Linked DNA regions of Callithrix jacchus: region 2 is linked to region 1. The links are chromatin contacts, called in public Hi-C maps. All regions are on one chromosome and are shown on one strand. Each heading gives the region's core, a stretch centred on a gene start, on an enhancer-like site or on the middle of the called end of the contact. The rest is flanking DNA. Distances are from core to core; before and after follow the strand shown.

What was found. A called contact is a pair of places that touch in the nucleus more often than the background predicts.
Region 2: a Hi-C map of skeletal muscle shows a contact between it and region 1, with 5 times the contacts expected there. The contact joins two enhancer-like sites. A contact is called at or near these places in 2 of 3 Hi-C or Micro-C datasets (both in skeletal muscle).

The regions. Positions count from the first base shown.
Region 1 is chr7:48,561,918-48,569,725 of calJac240_pri, forward strand. The region is part of intron 4 of CASZ1 (castor zinc finger 1); the gene reads right to left. Among named protein-coding and RNA genes, the nearest start is that of CASZ1, 110 kb to the right of the region's middle. Within about 2 kb of position 3,379, at least 3 of the 16 cell types and tissues checked have an H3K27ac peak or open chromatin away from gene starts, as enhancers often do. A contact at or near this core is called in skeletal muscle, where this site is marked.
Region 2 is chr7:48,734,309-48,742,116 of calJac240_pri, forward strand. No RefSeq gene overlaps it. Among named protein-coding and RNA genes, the nearest start is that of CASZ1, 59 kb to the left of the region's middle. Within about 2 kb of position 5,088, at least 1 of the 16 cell types and tissues checked has an H3K27ac peak or open chromatin away from gene starts, as enhancers often do. A contact at or near this core is called in skeletal muscle, where this site is marked.

The sequences.
Region 1 (7,808 bases), core at 2,129-4,628:
GAGAACCCTGAACAGAAATGTCACCGCTTGTCATGTTTAATCACCTGCTGTTTGTTAACACCTTCCCTGCAAGGAGCCTGTCTCAATCTGCCCCTGGGCCCCCAAAGGACTCGGAAATAGAAAACATCCCGGTCTCCTTCTCTGGGCTCTTGGCCCTGCCTGGGGGCTCTTTGGCTCCATCTGAAGGCCTCCCGAGGAGCCCCAGAGTGACCCTTGCTATCAGGCAGGCCAGGGAAAGGGACCCCACAGGGCCCTCTGGAGTCCTGGTGCACCTGGAGTGGCGGGGCCGGGGACTGCCATCTCCTGCTTCATATGCCTGGCTGTCCAGGCCTGTCCATCCACTCCAGCTGTTCCACTCGGGCCCCCAGCCCTGCGGGCATGAGAAGACAAATAACGGAGAGCCCACTCTGATCTCTGCGGCCTGGAAGTCACCAATCTGTCTGCTTCAACAGCCACTGCCACATAACAGCCAATATCCAAAGCCACCACCCTTCCCGTTACAATCCGATCACAGCATCTGGGTTCTGGCTTGGCTCTCTAAGCGTTGCTTTCCTGGGTTGTTTAGACTAGGAATTCTCAGCCCTACTGCCCCACGTTCCTTCCCTGGGTTGGTGTGGGGGAAGGGCAGCGCAAATCTTCCCCACCTCGTAAAGCACAGTACAGTCTACACTGTCAGAGAAGCTGGTCTTTTCTCAGATTACACCCAAGCAAAGACCCTGGCAAACTCAATACAGCCCCCAGGCTAAAATCCCACCTGGGCAGCTGGCTGCAAAGCAGTGAGTTTCTCCTGTGGAGTTCCCAAGGCAGCCCCATCGCTTCTACTAGCAAAGAAAGCCAGTGGGGATACCCACCGCTGAGCTGAGAATGGTCTCCCAGCAAACCAGGGGGAAAGGTCCCCATCTTCCATCCCCACTTTTCTGTGTAACCAGCAAAGTCTCTGCTTACACAGAAAAGTATCCAGCGAACATGCGTCGTGAACCTGTCTCTTAGGAGAATGCCCAATCCATTAGACATGCTTCCTGAAGGGCCCTGCGTCCAGTCCGTCACTTCCATTTCACCAGAGACAAGTCGAGGGTGCTCCAACCACCTGCAACCCTCCCCTGCGGACAGACAGATGGGAGCTCTGGTTTCCGTGGAGATGGACACTCCGGATGCCTCTAGAAAGGGAGGCTTTCCCCTGGAAGCTCCAAATTCATTTGCATCAACAACTACATTTGACCTTGAGTCCCTGTGGCCCAGGGATGTGTTTGCAGATTACAGGTGGGGTACATGTGGGGTCCAGAGACACCGGGGATGTGGGCCAGGCAGCACGGTAGATGCCCAGGGCTGGAAGCCTGTGTGTCCCCACCCCATGCTGCCATTTGCGTACTGTGCTAGGGGGCCCTGCACCACGTCCTTTGGCGTTTCGCATTTGGGAACAGACCCAGCAGTATCTCTGGACCTCCAGCTTCCTCACTTAGGAAATGGGACAGCTCCTTGTCTTCCTTCGAGGGAACTGATGAGGAGAGATGGGAGGCTAGGTGTGGCTCTCTCGGAAGGAAGGCACTGATAAACTGAGGGGGGTGCGGGAGTGAGGGGCTGTTGGGGGGTTGCCTTTCCGTATCCTCTCCAGAAGCCCGGGGGGGCGGGGGAGAAGGCCCGGAGTTAAAGGGGTGTGATCACAGCTGCAAGCCCTTTTCTAGGCCTCGTCAAGCTTCCAAGCAGTGCCCTGCCATGCCTTGGGGGTGGTGGTGGTATGAGCATGCCGGGCTCAGCACATGTGCCTAGCGTAACACAGCAGCCTGGGAGCAAGTTTTGGTATCGCAGAGAGGATTTAGTGGAGCCAGCTGTAAGTCCCCCTCCTGGACTGAGATATAGTCCATTCAGGAGGTGCGTGGGCTCTCTAGGACCCTGCGGGTGGGCCCATGTCACTTAGCCCATCCTCCTGCCTCCAGACAGGGCTGACTAACCCTCACGGTTTGCCCAGGACCAAGGTGGTTCACACACAGGGGTCTTTGTAGTTCTGGGCAAACTGGGGTGGTTGTTGACCCTTCTGTGAGACTGCACGATGCTGACTCCATGGTCTGCGGGCTGGGAACTCGGCCCGGAGTCTAACTCGCATCTGCTCCTGGGGCCCACACTCTCGGGCGTCCGAAATCCTCTCTTTCCTGGGTGAACTGAGGACAAGGCCTCTCATGCCCGTGGAGGCCAGCCCTGAGCCTCTCCCATCCCCCGTCAACATGGTGAAACCTTGTCTCTACTAAAAATGCAAAAATCAGCCAAGTGTGGTGACGCTCGCCTGTAATCCCAGCTACTCAGGAGGCTGAGGCAAGAGAATCGTTGAATGGGGAGGTGGAGGGTGCAGTGAGCCGAGACCACACCACTGCACTCCAGCCTGGGCAATAGATGAACAGACGATCTGTTTTGAAAAGCTGGTTCCCATCATTGAGAGGGACCCTAGGCACACATGGAATGTGTCCCCCCAACTCAGCCACCCATGGGGGAGCTCAAGAGGAACCCCCAGCGCGGGACCTGGCCCAAAGGTCGGGAGCCTCCTAGAAGGGAGCTGTCTTGCCTGAAACCCTTGGATTTATCAGATGAGCATGGCCCCAGCCAGGCCCCCTGGCACAATCCTTCCATTAATTTACTATTGCATGGGAAATTACTCCTTACCCAGGAATATAAGTTTTCATCTTATTTTAAGTTAGATTCTTAAAGCAATTAACAAGGCATCTGGCGATGATTTCACCGTGCGGCCCTGCAGGGGAGGAGGCCCTGGCTCTAGGCCCCAAAGGGGAGTCTGGGGAGAACCAGGAGCCCTAAACACCTGTCCTGAGTCCTGGGAGGGAAGTGGGGGGCACACTGTGATCTCTGATATTTGCTGTTTGTGGAAAAACTCCTTCCCAGTGCCACCTGCCCCATGAACCCGCTGGTGACAGTTGCTGAAAAGCCTTGGCAGCTGGGGCTGAGGGAGCATTTTCTATTTTTAATTGTTTGATCGGAATATTAACTCATCTAGGCCCAGTCCCAAGATGCATTTCCCAGCCAAAGGGTTCCCCCATTTCCCACACCTTCCTCTTTCTCTTTCTCTCTCTCTCTCTCTCTCTCTCTCTCTCTCTCTCTCTCTCTCTCTCTCTCTCTCGTCAGAAATCAACTTTGAAATTAATAACCAGAGAGACAGACCTCGGAGAGTTTGTGAGGTGCATGGCATCAGAGAGGAGGAAGGCTCCTCCCCACCCCAGACCTGGGAGCAACCGCTGCTCTTTTCTCTCTGAGCCACTGATCCTCAGCCCCCGGGCACACATCGCCTGGCATTGCCATGCCCACCTGAGCCCCACCCAGCCTCCCCCTGTCCACTCCAGAAAGCCCCCCTCCTCTACTCATTCAAAAATCTTGAGGGCAGGGCAGAGAGGCTGGGGATACCCAGGAAGCTCCCAGGAAGGACAGGGAGGGGACGCTGGGAGTGAGGAATGTGTTCCTGGACTCAGAGGGGCAGGGAAGAGGCTGACTTTGGTTTCAACTTCCATGTACCCGAGGAAGGGAGCCCACAGGGGCAGCTGCCGGCCCATCCTGTAGGCAGCAAGTCATACCACCCGCCTCCAGCTGGTGTCACTGGGGCCTGAGGTGGATCATGCTGCCAGGAAGAGTATGCTGGGGCCAACCTGACCCCATGGCCCCCACCTGACCCCTTGCCAGGAAGGGCCCCCCATCCAGCACAGGGGCCCATGGCCGCCTGGCCGTCTTCTCTCCTTACATGTCCTTGGCTGCATCCCCGCACTCTTCCCTCTCAAGGTCACAGGGCCATCCACACCAGGAATATTTACTCACCAGACTGCCACTGTTAGTAGCACTCACCACAAATATGCTTTCTGATAAAGTTGGCAGAAAAAAAATTCTAGAGCTCAAACCAATGTCAGAAATCATCCCCCGCCCCTACCAAGGGACCACCAGGAGGGGCTGGAATGGGGTCACCCAGCAGCTGAGGGCTGTCCTGGGGGGGCTGGGATCACACTCCCTCTCCCCTTTCTCCTTCCTGTTTTACTTGGGACAGTGCCCAGGGGACCAAGGGTTGGGGATAGGTCTAAGCCGAGGACTGGGTTTTGGGGTTGCTTAGGCCTCTGGAGGACAGGTAGGTTGGCTGTCACCTGGGCTGCCCCCAGGCCGTCTCACCTCACTGCGCCCCTCCCCACCCCCTCTCTTGGTGCACAGGGGTTTTAATGTTTTTATTACCTGTTTGACTCTCAGCCTTATTGCTTCTCCCCTTAATGGGGCCGTAACCGTGGAAACGAGGAATAAACGGCCACCAGAAAATGAGATGATTAAACAGGTCACCCTGGCAAACAAACTCAGCCGAGGAACCTCTGGGGGTGGGGACGCTAGTCTGCCCTCCCCCACCCGTGGCCCGGAGGCCTGGACCAGGTCCTGACCACTTTGCTTCATCTCTAAAAGGATGGGGGCAGATGCCGTGGGGCGCCCCCTGCTGGGCAGTGGAGAGCTGGGTCATCCTTCTGCGAGGCAGCCCCTGGCTTTCTCTGGCCTTGAGCTCCTGGGTTGAAGGGGTGGCAGAGAGGGAGGCACTGGGCTAGAGGACGGTGAGGATCGCAGCTGCGGAGAAGAGGCACTTCCCAGTAACAGAACTTCCAGGACTCTCTCCCAGCTGGCCTCTGGGACACCTCCTGCTCTCCTGCTGAGCCAGGGTACCCCCGCTCTTCCCCACCCCCCCCACCCCCACCCCCGCTTAAAGCTCGGCCAGCTCCTCCAGTCTCCTGTTCTCACCTAGCACAGTCCCTCCCAGGGCCCCCTTAGCTCACCGAAAAAGCCCTGTAAGAAAAGGCTGGGCCACCCAGCTCCCGCCTTCTCCTCCAAAGCCAGGCAGGGCCCCAGCCTCAGCCAGGAAGCATGGAGAGAGGCTTTGGGAAGGGTCTCAGCAGGTTTGCGATCATAGCACTGGCAGTGCCCCTGAAAAGCCTGAGGAGACCCCAGAGACAGGCCTGTGGGACATTCTAAGAGCAGATGCCCTGGCCAGGGGTGGCCCACATACCCCCTGGCTCCTGGCTGGCCCCCGGTATGGGTGTATCCCCATCTTTCTGGCCTTACTCCCTGCCCTGGGTCTGTCTAGCTAGAGGGATCCCCAGAGTGGGGAAGAGAATGAGAGGACTGACGTACAGTGGTGAGGTCAGCTCGGGAAGAGAGACCAAGGGGAGAGGGAGATGGGCAAGGGGCGGGTGGAGGAGGGCCTGGATTGCCCTCTGCTGCAGCCCTCCTGGTCCCAGGCCACCATCATGGTTAGGAGTTACTGTGGGTTCCATTCAACCATCCCACTCCTGTCCTTTCTCCTTAGGCCCCCTGCCCCTTTCATGTCACCCCAAATCCCAGCCTCACTCCTGTCTGTAAACCAGGCTCTAGAAAGCTCTCAAGGAGCTACAACCCAGGTCCCAAGGGAATCGGCCAGCATTTCCTGCCTTCCTCCTTCTGCCCCGACCAAGAAGCCCGGGAGGCACTTACGAAGAGGAACATCCATCAGTCAGTTCCACCCGCACTTACAGCGGGAAGGCGTGAGCCCCAGCCCCTACCAGGCCCGGGAGGAGGTGGCAGTACAGCAGCTACCATCTAATGGTCAGCTTTAGAGTGGCCGTGGCGGAGGAAAACAAGGGCCCCGGCCCCAGCCTTCTGGGGATCAGGGCACATGAGTCCGAGTGCTGGGTCCTGGCACAGTGATGTCACAGGTCTACCCAGAGCCTCAGAGAAGCAGGCTACAGCCAGCAGCTTCTCTCCTATCTATTTCCAGGGCCAGCGGGTGTGAGGCTGGAAAGGCTGCATGGGGCAAGAAAGGTAGCAGAAGAGCCTGGCTTTAGGGGCTGGGTGGCCTGGGTGAAAAGATAGAAAAACAGGGTCGCACAATGGGAACCTGGAGTTCTGCTCCTGGAGGGGAAGGAGGATGAGGCACAGAAAGAAGGGACTGGCGAGGAGTCTAGAAAGCCCAGTAGTGGATGGACATCCCTTAAGGCCACTCTTTCCCAAAGATCCCTGGGTCCTGGCCCCGGCTCCTCGGTCTGGCAGGACAGCAGGCCGCACCTCTCCCTCCACTAGGCAGATGCTGCCAACACAGGGTCCAGGCAGTCCTCAGTTCTGCCTCTCCTGCTGCAGGAGTGGCTCCGATGTTTCCTGGGTTTCAGGCCTCGCCTCCTGCATGGGGCTCTTCCCCAACAGGACACCATACGTCCTGCTGAGTCGAGGGTATCAGGGTGCTGTTCTGTGGCCAGGCAGCCAGAGGGGTGAGGGCTAGACCACCAAGCTGCTGTCTTGCATGGGGGTCCTGGTGAGGCTGCCGTTCCTCCTCTGCACACTGGGGCTGCCTGCCCTCTCCTGCTGCTCCAGTTTCTCCCTAGTCTTGTTGTACTCTGGCCCAGCTACCCCAGAACAACTGCTGCTTGCTGTGAGGACCCACAGGCATAACTGCTACAGTGTGACTTCCTTCCCCCTCTGAAGGTGAGGAGGATGAGGAGGAAACAGAGTTAGAGATGGTGGCATCAGCCAGGGTGGTCAGGGTCTAAAAACCAGCTCAGGGCTGGGTGTGGTGGCTCATGCCTGTAATCCCAGCACTTTGGGAGGCTGAGCACTTTGGGAATCTGCAGCTCAGTCAGATTCCCAGGGGTACCGACCAGGCCAGTAGAGGGGTCTGCCTCGCACCCACACTTAGGGCCTTTCTTGGAGAGGAGAGTGAATAGGTCCTCCTCGCTGGTTCCTACCAGGGAAAAAGGGCCCGGGGCAGGGGGGGGGGCGTCTCTCTAGGGAGACTTTCAGACCTGCTCCTCTGCCTCAGCCTCCTGGTGGAGGGGACAGCTATGCTGGGCCTTTCAGCCTCAGCTTGCTCTGATGTCTTGCCACTAGAACCAGGGCTAGCTCAAAGGGTCACTTCCCAGCCCAGAGCTGTGCTTTCTACTAAAGGAAAGGTCCAAATAACACGCTCCTCACCTTGTCCACTCACCCCCTACTCCCGCCCGCCAGGACTGCCCCACTGAACAAAATCAAGTTGGGAGTCACACAGCCGATGACTGTAGGTCTTCTGATGCCTGAGTCCCTCCAAATGCCACTAACCAGTGCACAGCACAAACTTCTGTTTGAATGGTACCAGGAAACTCAGGACTTCCGAGATGGCCCATTCTGTCCCTGGCTCTGACAGCTCCTTTCTGCCGAGATGGCCCCAGATCACCTACCCCTGCAGCAGACTGGCAAAACCGGTGCCCAACCTGGCTACAGGGGCTGGCCCCAGCTTAGACTGGTTGAGTGGGTGTATCTGGCCAAGTCAAGGCTGGAGGAAGGAAACTCAGAGCAAGCTGCTCTGCCCTGACCCTGGCATGGAATCTTCCTCCAGAACAGCACAGGGACCTTCTTAATCCCCGGCGCCTGCTGGGTTGAAGGTGTAACCAGAGCTAGCGAGGTTCCTAGAAGCCTCCGCACTTGGCAAGGCTCTGGCCTTGACCTGGCGGCTCATGGAAGGTCTGATCTGAAGGCGGCTGACACTCTGGGCAGGGGCCTAGGCAGCGCACATGGGGCTGGGTTGGGGAAGCCAGGCTCTTTGCTCCTTGGGCTCACAAACCATCTGGAAATCTGTGGCCTCTCTTCTGCCTCAAGACGGCATGCCCTCAAAGCATGGGGCTACTGAGAAATTCCTCAGGAAAATGAGCCAGCCTGGCTCAGCTTCTGATCCCACCCTTCCTGGCCTCCCCACAGTGGAGGCCTGGGCTGCCTGAGATGGGGGGGTCTGCTGGTAATGCAAGGGGGTCCTGGCCTGGAGCCCCAGCAGGAGAAAGAAGCAGGCCGGGCTT
Region 2 (7,808 bases), core at 3,838-6,337, 170 kb after region 1:
CTGACACAATTAGTCTAGTTGTGGAGTGAGGCAGGCGATAGACTCCTGCAACAGAGCGTGGTCATCGTGGATACCAGGGATGCCAGGGAGCCCCAGAGGAGGTGGGGCAGCCTCATCTGAGGCCATTCAGGGAAGCTTCTAGGAGAAGGCCACTGAGCTGGCTGGAAGGACAAACAGAGTAACGAAAGGTAAGAAAAGGAGAAAGGGGATCCCAGACGAAGGTGGTTCCTCATCAGTAAAGTGAATAACACCCCCCTCTCAAAGGGTTGCTGTGAGTTTTAAAAGAGAAGGAGGGAAAAGTTCTTCCGACACTGAATCGTAGAACGTATGGGAGGAATTATTCTTCAGGTTCTTATTAAGATGGATGGGGGTCCTTGGGCCCCAGGTCCCTGTCTCAGACCCTGAGACTGACCCCAGGACCCACCCTGCTGTGACTGATGTCCACCTGGAGAGTCCAGGCCCTGTGGGAGGCCTCTAGGTCATGAGGCTGCCCTCACACCATGCCAGCTACTTGGCAAAAGACAACTGGCCTGACACCTGTGGACAGACTTGGGCCTGAGCCCCGTGACCTAACTGGCCTCCACTTTGTCCAGCACTTGATCCTTCAGGAGAAAGGCCTTTTTGCTTCTTCCTTGTTTCCCTTTTCACCTAGATTCTCACCCTGGGCATTCAGAACTGAATTGAGACATTGACTAGTATCTCCTACCTTCCCACCTTGGGCTACACTGACGGAAACTCTTTTTTTAGTTGCATTCAGCCGCCACCATGACAATCACCACCACCACCACCACGTTGCTCACTGAGAGCACCACGGGCGCTGCACTGCCATCACCAGCCTCACCGGCCCCCCTCCACTGGCATCAGCACTAACACCATGAGCACCGTCATCACCACAACCGTGATCTCCACCACTGCGACCATCACCATCACACCCATCACCAACAACAGCAACATCATGATCACCACTATGATGAGCATCACGACCATCAGCATCATCACCACCACTGACAACCTCACTCCACACCACAGGCATGCCCACTACCACCATGAGCAGCACTGCAACCACCCCGTGATCACCAACATCACAATCACCACCATGATTACCACCATCACACCCATTACTACCACCACTACTGCCATCACTACCATCACTACTACCACCAACATTGCCATCACCATTACTATGACAACCATCACTATCGTCACCACCACCATCATCATCACCACTGCCCTGATCACCATCATTATCAGCCTGACCATCACTAGCCTCACCACAGGCACCAACACCACCACTGTGACCATCATCATCACCACCCCCATCACCACTATCACCACCACCACCATCATCACCACCCCCATCACCACCACCATCACTCACCATCACTACCACCATCACCATCATCACCACCACCATCACTACCCCCATCACCACCCCATCACCACCACCATCACCACCACATTACCACCCCCATCACCACCATCATCACCACCACCATCACCACCATCATCACCACCCCATCACCACCACCATCACTACCACCATCACCACCCCCATTACCACCACCATCACCACCACCATCACCACCATCACTACCACCATCACCACCATCACCACCATCATCACCACCCCATCACCACCATCATCACCACCACCATCACCACCATCATCACCAACCCCATCACCACCACCATCACCACCACCATCACCACCCACATCACCACCCCCATCACCATCATCATCACCACCACCATCACCACCATCACTATCACCATCACCACCACCACCACCATCACCACCATCATCACCACCCCCATCACCACCATCATCACCATCACCATCACCACCATCATCACCACCCCATCACCACCACCATCACCACCCCTATCACCATCACCATCACCACCCCCATCACCACCATCATCACCATCCCCATCACCACCATCATCACCATCCCCATCACCACCACCACCACCACATCACCACCCCCATCACCACCATCATCACCATCCCCATCACCACCACAATCACCACATCCCCATCACCACCATCACCACCACATCACCACCCCATCACCACCATCATCACCACCACCATCACTACCACCATCACCACCCCCATTACCACCACCATCACCACCATCATCACCACCATCACCATCCCCATCACCACCATCACCACCACATCACCATCCCCATCACCACCATCATCACCACCATCATCACCACCCCCATCACCACCACCATCACTACCACCATCACAACCATCATCACCACCCCCAACACCACCACCATCACTACCACCATCACCACCATCATCACCACCCCCATCACCACCACCATCACCACCCCCATTACCACCACCATCACCACCATCATCACCACCATCACCATCCCCATCACCACCATCACCACCACATCACCATCCCCATCACCACCACCATCACTACCACCATCACCACCCCCATTACCACCACCATCACCACCATCATCACCACCATCACCATCCCCATCACCACCATCATCACCACCACCATCACCATCACCATCACCACCCCATCACCACCACCATCACCACCCCATAACCATCACCATCACCACCCCCATCACCACCATCACCACCCCATCACCATCCCCATCACCACCATCACCACCACATCACCACCCCCATCACCACCATCATCACCATCCCCATCACCACCACCATCACCATCCCCATCACCACCACCATCACCATCCCCATCACCACCATCACCACCACATCACCACCCCCATCACCACCACCATCACCACCACCATCCCCATCACCACCACCATCACCATCCCCATCACCACCATCACCACCACCATCACCATCCCCATCACCACCATCACCACCACATCACCCTCCCATTCTTCCTCATCTTTCTCAGTCATCAACATCACCACCTTCATCACCCTTCAACACCATCTTGTCCTCTTACATGACCAATATGAAAGGACCTTTATAGTTTATTTTCCCCTGGGGGCCAGTTATCATGAGGAAGATCCCTGCTCTCTGGGATTTCTGATCGAATGACCACCACTGTTACCATCATAATCCCCACTACTACTAACTATCCTGATCAACATCCACATGACCATCTGCCACTATTGTGGGGTCCTAATTAGGGGAAAGGAGTCAGGCTGGTGGGAGCAGGGGAAAGCAGAAAGAAAAAACAGATAAGCTCTAAGTCTGCCTTTCTTCATGGTCCAGGACATGTAGCCCTCCTCAGCCCAACTTCTCACCAGACACCTGCAAGTTAGCTCACTGCAACCGTGGCATTATCAAGTACTGCACAAAGTCCTCTTCAGCACACAGCACAAGTACCATCCTATAAAATCCCCAGCAGGCTGGGCACAGTGGCTTATGCCTATAATCCCACCACTTTGGGAGGCTGAGGCAGGTGGATATCCTGAGGTCAGGAGTTCGGGACCAACCTGGCCAACATGGTGAAACCCTGCCTCTACTAAAAGTACAAAACTTAGCTGGGCGTGATGGCAGGTGCAGTAATCTCAGCTACTCAGGAGGCTGAAACAGGATAATCTATTGAACCCAGGAGATGGAGGTTGCAGTGAGCCGAGATCATGCCATTGCACTCCAGCCTGGGCAACAAGAGCGAGACTTCATTTAAAAAAAAAAAAAAAATCCCCAGCGAGCTTTGTCTCCTTGCAGTCAGCTCCTCTGTATTAGTTTGTTCTCAAACTGCTATAAAGAAATACCTGAAATGGGTAATTTATAAAGGAAAGAGGTGTAATTGACTCACGTTCCACGTGGCTGAAGCGGCCTCAGGAAACTTACAGTTGTGGCAGAAGGAGAAGCAGGCAGCTTCTTCCCAAGACGTCAGGAGAGAGCCAAGTGAATGAAGGAGGAACTTCCAAATACTTATAAAATCATGAGATCTTCCTTCTGAGCACTCACTCACTATCATGAGAACAGAGTGGGGGAAACTGCCCCATGATGCAATCACCTCCCACCAGGGATCCCCCTCAACACCTGGGGATTACAATTCAAGATGAGATTTGGGTGGGGACACAAAGCCTAACCATGTTATCCTCCCTTGCTGGTCTGCCCACTGCACCCTTGCAACATATTTGCATAACTTCTCTAATATATCTGCCTTTCTTTACCTACAATTGTCTTGGCAAAGTCTTCTTACCACCCTTGTGATACCAGCCTCAGATAGTCACTGCTCACCTGAGACAACTACCATCTTCAATTCCATCATCACCACCATCATCATCACCCTCCCATTCTTCCTCATCTTTCTCAGTCATCAACATCACCACCTTCATCACCCTTCAACACCATCTTGTCCTCTTACATGACCAATATGAAAGGACCTTTATAGTTTATTTTCCCCTGGGGGCCAGTTATCATGAGGAAGATCCCTGCTCTCTGGGATTTCTGATTGAAGATGAGCACTGCTGATGGGATAGGGATGGGGATGGCAGAACTCTGAAGTCCTTCCTTACCTACCGCTCCGGCAGGATGATTGTAATTCCCCACAGACTGTTTGCCTCTGTGCTCTGCCCCATCAGTTTCCTTGGCCTGGAATGTGCTTCCCCTCATCACCTCCGTAGTGATGACTGAACTCAAGAGTCGGCCCTCCCAGGAAGGGTTTCGACCCCCAAGTCTGGGCTGAAAGCCCTTTGTCAGGAGCCAGGGCACCTGCGGTTCACATGTCTTGCTACTTGTCTGTCTGTCCCACTAGAGGGTGAGCTCCTTGGGGGCAGGGCTGGGTTTCCTTTGCCTTTCTATCCCTGGCAGTGCCTGACTCAGTGGAGGAGCTCAAGAAATATTTGTTGAACAAATGAATGCTTGTTAAATAAATGTGTATGAAATGTCGCAAATCATGAATCTGAGAGCTTTTGGCAGGGAAGAAGAGACAGAAAGCCTCTGCTCACCAGGGTGGAGCCAAGGTCGGCAGGCAGTGGGAAACTGACTGTGGAGGGGAATGGGGTTGGGGGCTTGAGAAGGCCTCTCTTGGGAGGGGAGGTCTTACTCAGATACACTCTGAGGCCAAGGAACCCTCTCAGTCTGTAGCCTCTGGGGTGGAGTGTTTGGGAGAAGCGGGGTCAGGGGTCTACTGCCCTCCAGGCTGGCACTCTCCCCTGGACCCCCCAGCCTGGGGGAGGAGAAGGAAGAGAGTCAGCCCCCTCACTGTCGAGTGCACGGTGGCCTCCACTCGACCCCTTTAAGACAGCCTGGGCGGCTTCCCTTTGCTTGTTGAAACTGTTCAGTTTTCGGACAGGACAGGGGAGGGGGGCGGGGGGGAGGTCACACCTGTTGTGGAACTTGAGAGAAGGCTTATTTATAAATGTTCAGGGCTCGGGATTCTTGCGGAGCTGATGTCCGGAGGGGAAGGTCACCAAAATGCTTGTTTATAAAAGCAACAGCAACTGGGAACACCATAAACGGGCTACACGATGAAATTAACAAGCCATCTGAGGCGGGGCATGGCGGGGCACAGCAGGGCCTCTGCTGGCCAACGCGCTGCTGCCGGGCAGAGCCCCAGGCCTGCCTCCAAGCCAGGGCCCTCCCCGGCCCCAGCCACCACCCTGCCTGCCCCCCAAACGCCAGCCCAGCTCCAGTGACACCCCCACCCCACGCCAGCCCTTGCCCCATCCCCACCCAGGGACACTCGGTTCACACAGCAGCTCCTCCAGGGCACAGTATTTGCTGTACTACCCCAGCACGAGCTGGTCCTTCATCACCCCCGAGGTGGACATTTCTGCTGGGGCCCTCACTGCCACTCAAATCCCCCTAAATGTACCAGGATGGTGCCAGATTGGGAGTGTATTTTTTTTTATAGCTCTCAATGGCAGACTCGGGCCTCCAGCCTGCCCAGGAGGGGGCCCAGGGCCCTGTGGAAGTGTCAGAGAGCGGACATTTCCCCCTGCTCACCCTCTCCTGGGACTCTCTGTCTGATTCCCAGTTTCAGGAAAGCTGTATTTTCCTTCGGTGACTGATGGCTGAACAGGTGGCTTCTGGGTTAGAGAGTGTCAAGTGAACAGCGGCAAGAAGAAGCGGCCTGCCATGGCTCACTTTCACTGCCCGCCTGGCCCTGGGCTGCTGACAGCTCGCTGGCCTCCCCTACTGAGGGCGTGTGTCTGGCCGCCCCTTACCAGACACCACCCCAGCCCTGCAGCCCACCAGGCAGGGCTGCCTGCACACAAAGTCCTGACAGCTGAGGGGGAACTGGGCCCTGCTCTCTTCCACGCGCCACCCACGTGATCACAGACACATGCATTCAGTCACATGAGGAAGCTGCTCCTTCTCCTGATGGAAAGGGCCTGCACCCCACTTTCCAATTTTCCATCCAATTCACCTAACAACTCTGAGCCTAGCAGCGTGTCCTGTGCAGGAACTGTCCCAGAGCTGACACGAAGGGACACGCCAGATTCCAGTTGCCTCCACCTCCTGCGTTCCCATCCCAGGGCGGAGGCTCCTGGCCTGCCATCCTGCTTCTGTGCTTCAATATCCCTCTGTGTGTCTCTGTCTCTGAGAGACTCTCTTATCATCTCTTTCCCTCCCATTTTCTCCTTTCTCTTTGCTCTCTGTCTCCGTCTCTCTCTCCATCTTTTGTTAGATAAATTGCTACCTCTTTCTGTCTCTTTCTTTCTCTTCATCTGCTTCCTGCCTTGGTGTCTACCTCTTTCTGTCTCTCCCCTCCTTGACTCTCTTCCTTGCTCTTCGGCTCTGTCTCTGTCACAGACAACCCCCCCCCCCGGCCCCCAGCACATGGCCTCCGTCACTGGAAGTCCCAACACCTGGCATCAGCGTGATCAGATCTATTTTCTCCCTCAGCCGCACTGCTCAGAATTTCTGAGAGGAGCTCCTGGTTTCAGCCTGGCCCTCACTCTGGGCCTGGTGGGTGGCATGGGCCCATGGAGAACCCACACTGGGGACACAGACTGGACCAGCTCGAGACTTCCTGGCATGAGACAGAGCCGACTGCCAGCCTCTTGCTTCTCCTTGGCACTGGAGCCAGTGAGGCCATGGGGTTGAGATCTGGGTGACCTGGTGCTAAGTGGGCCACAGCAGTGGTACCAGGGCTGTAGGAGGGGGCATCACCAAAGTTTCTTCATCATCATCCTCGGCCACTATAATTCACTCTCCAGGAGGACGAGGCCCCTCAAAACCAGCAGAAAACGCCAGGTTCTGGCTCCCTGGTCAAGGGGAAGGGGTGTAACTCTGATAAGACCCTTAGAAGGAATAGCTGAGCTGTCCCAGGGCAGCTGCCAGGCGGTGGTGGGCCTCAGGTGCCTGACGCAGCCTAGTACAGCTCAACAGGGAAGTGCCTGGGAGAGGACACTGGGGACAGCGGCCTGGAAAGCACCCTCCATCCCATACCCATGCCCTGGGGCCATCACAGCTCCCCATCAGCCCTGAATCCATAGGGAGGCAGGAAAGCTCCATGCCAGAGACAGGATGGGCATTCGACCCTGGGGAGGGCGGGGCTGGCAAGTGGCAGGCATCATTCCTGAGGTCCAAGACAGAGGTAAGGTGGGTCCAGGAGACCACCCCTGCCTGAATTCTAATCCACATGCCCTAGCCCCTCACTTTTCTGTGTGGACATAAATCAATCACGTAATCACTGGGAACATTTGTGTTGAGCACCTACTAAGTACAAGGCCTTTTTCAGGCCCCCTAATAAACCCACAGTCTGGAGAGAGGTGCAGACAATAAGCAAGACAAAAACTATCTCATCACAAGCTGGAATTAGTGAAAGAGGCAGGAGCATGAGGCAGGGCGAAGGGAGCGGGAGAGGGAGAAGGAGACTCCTCGG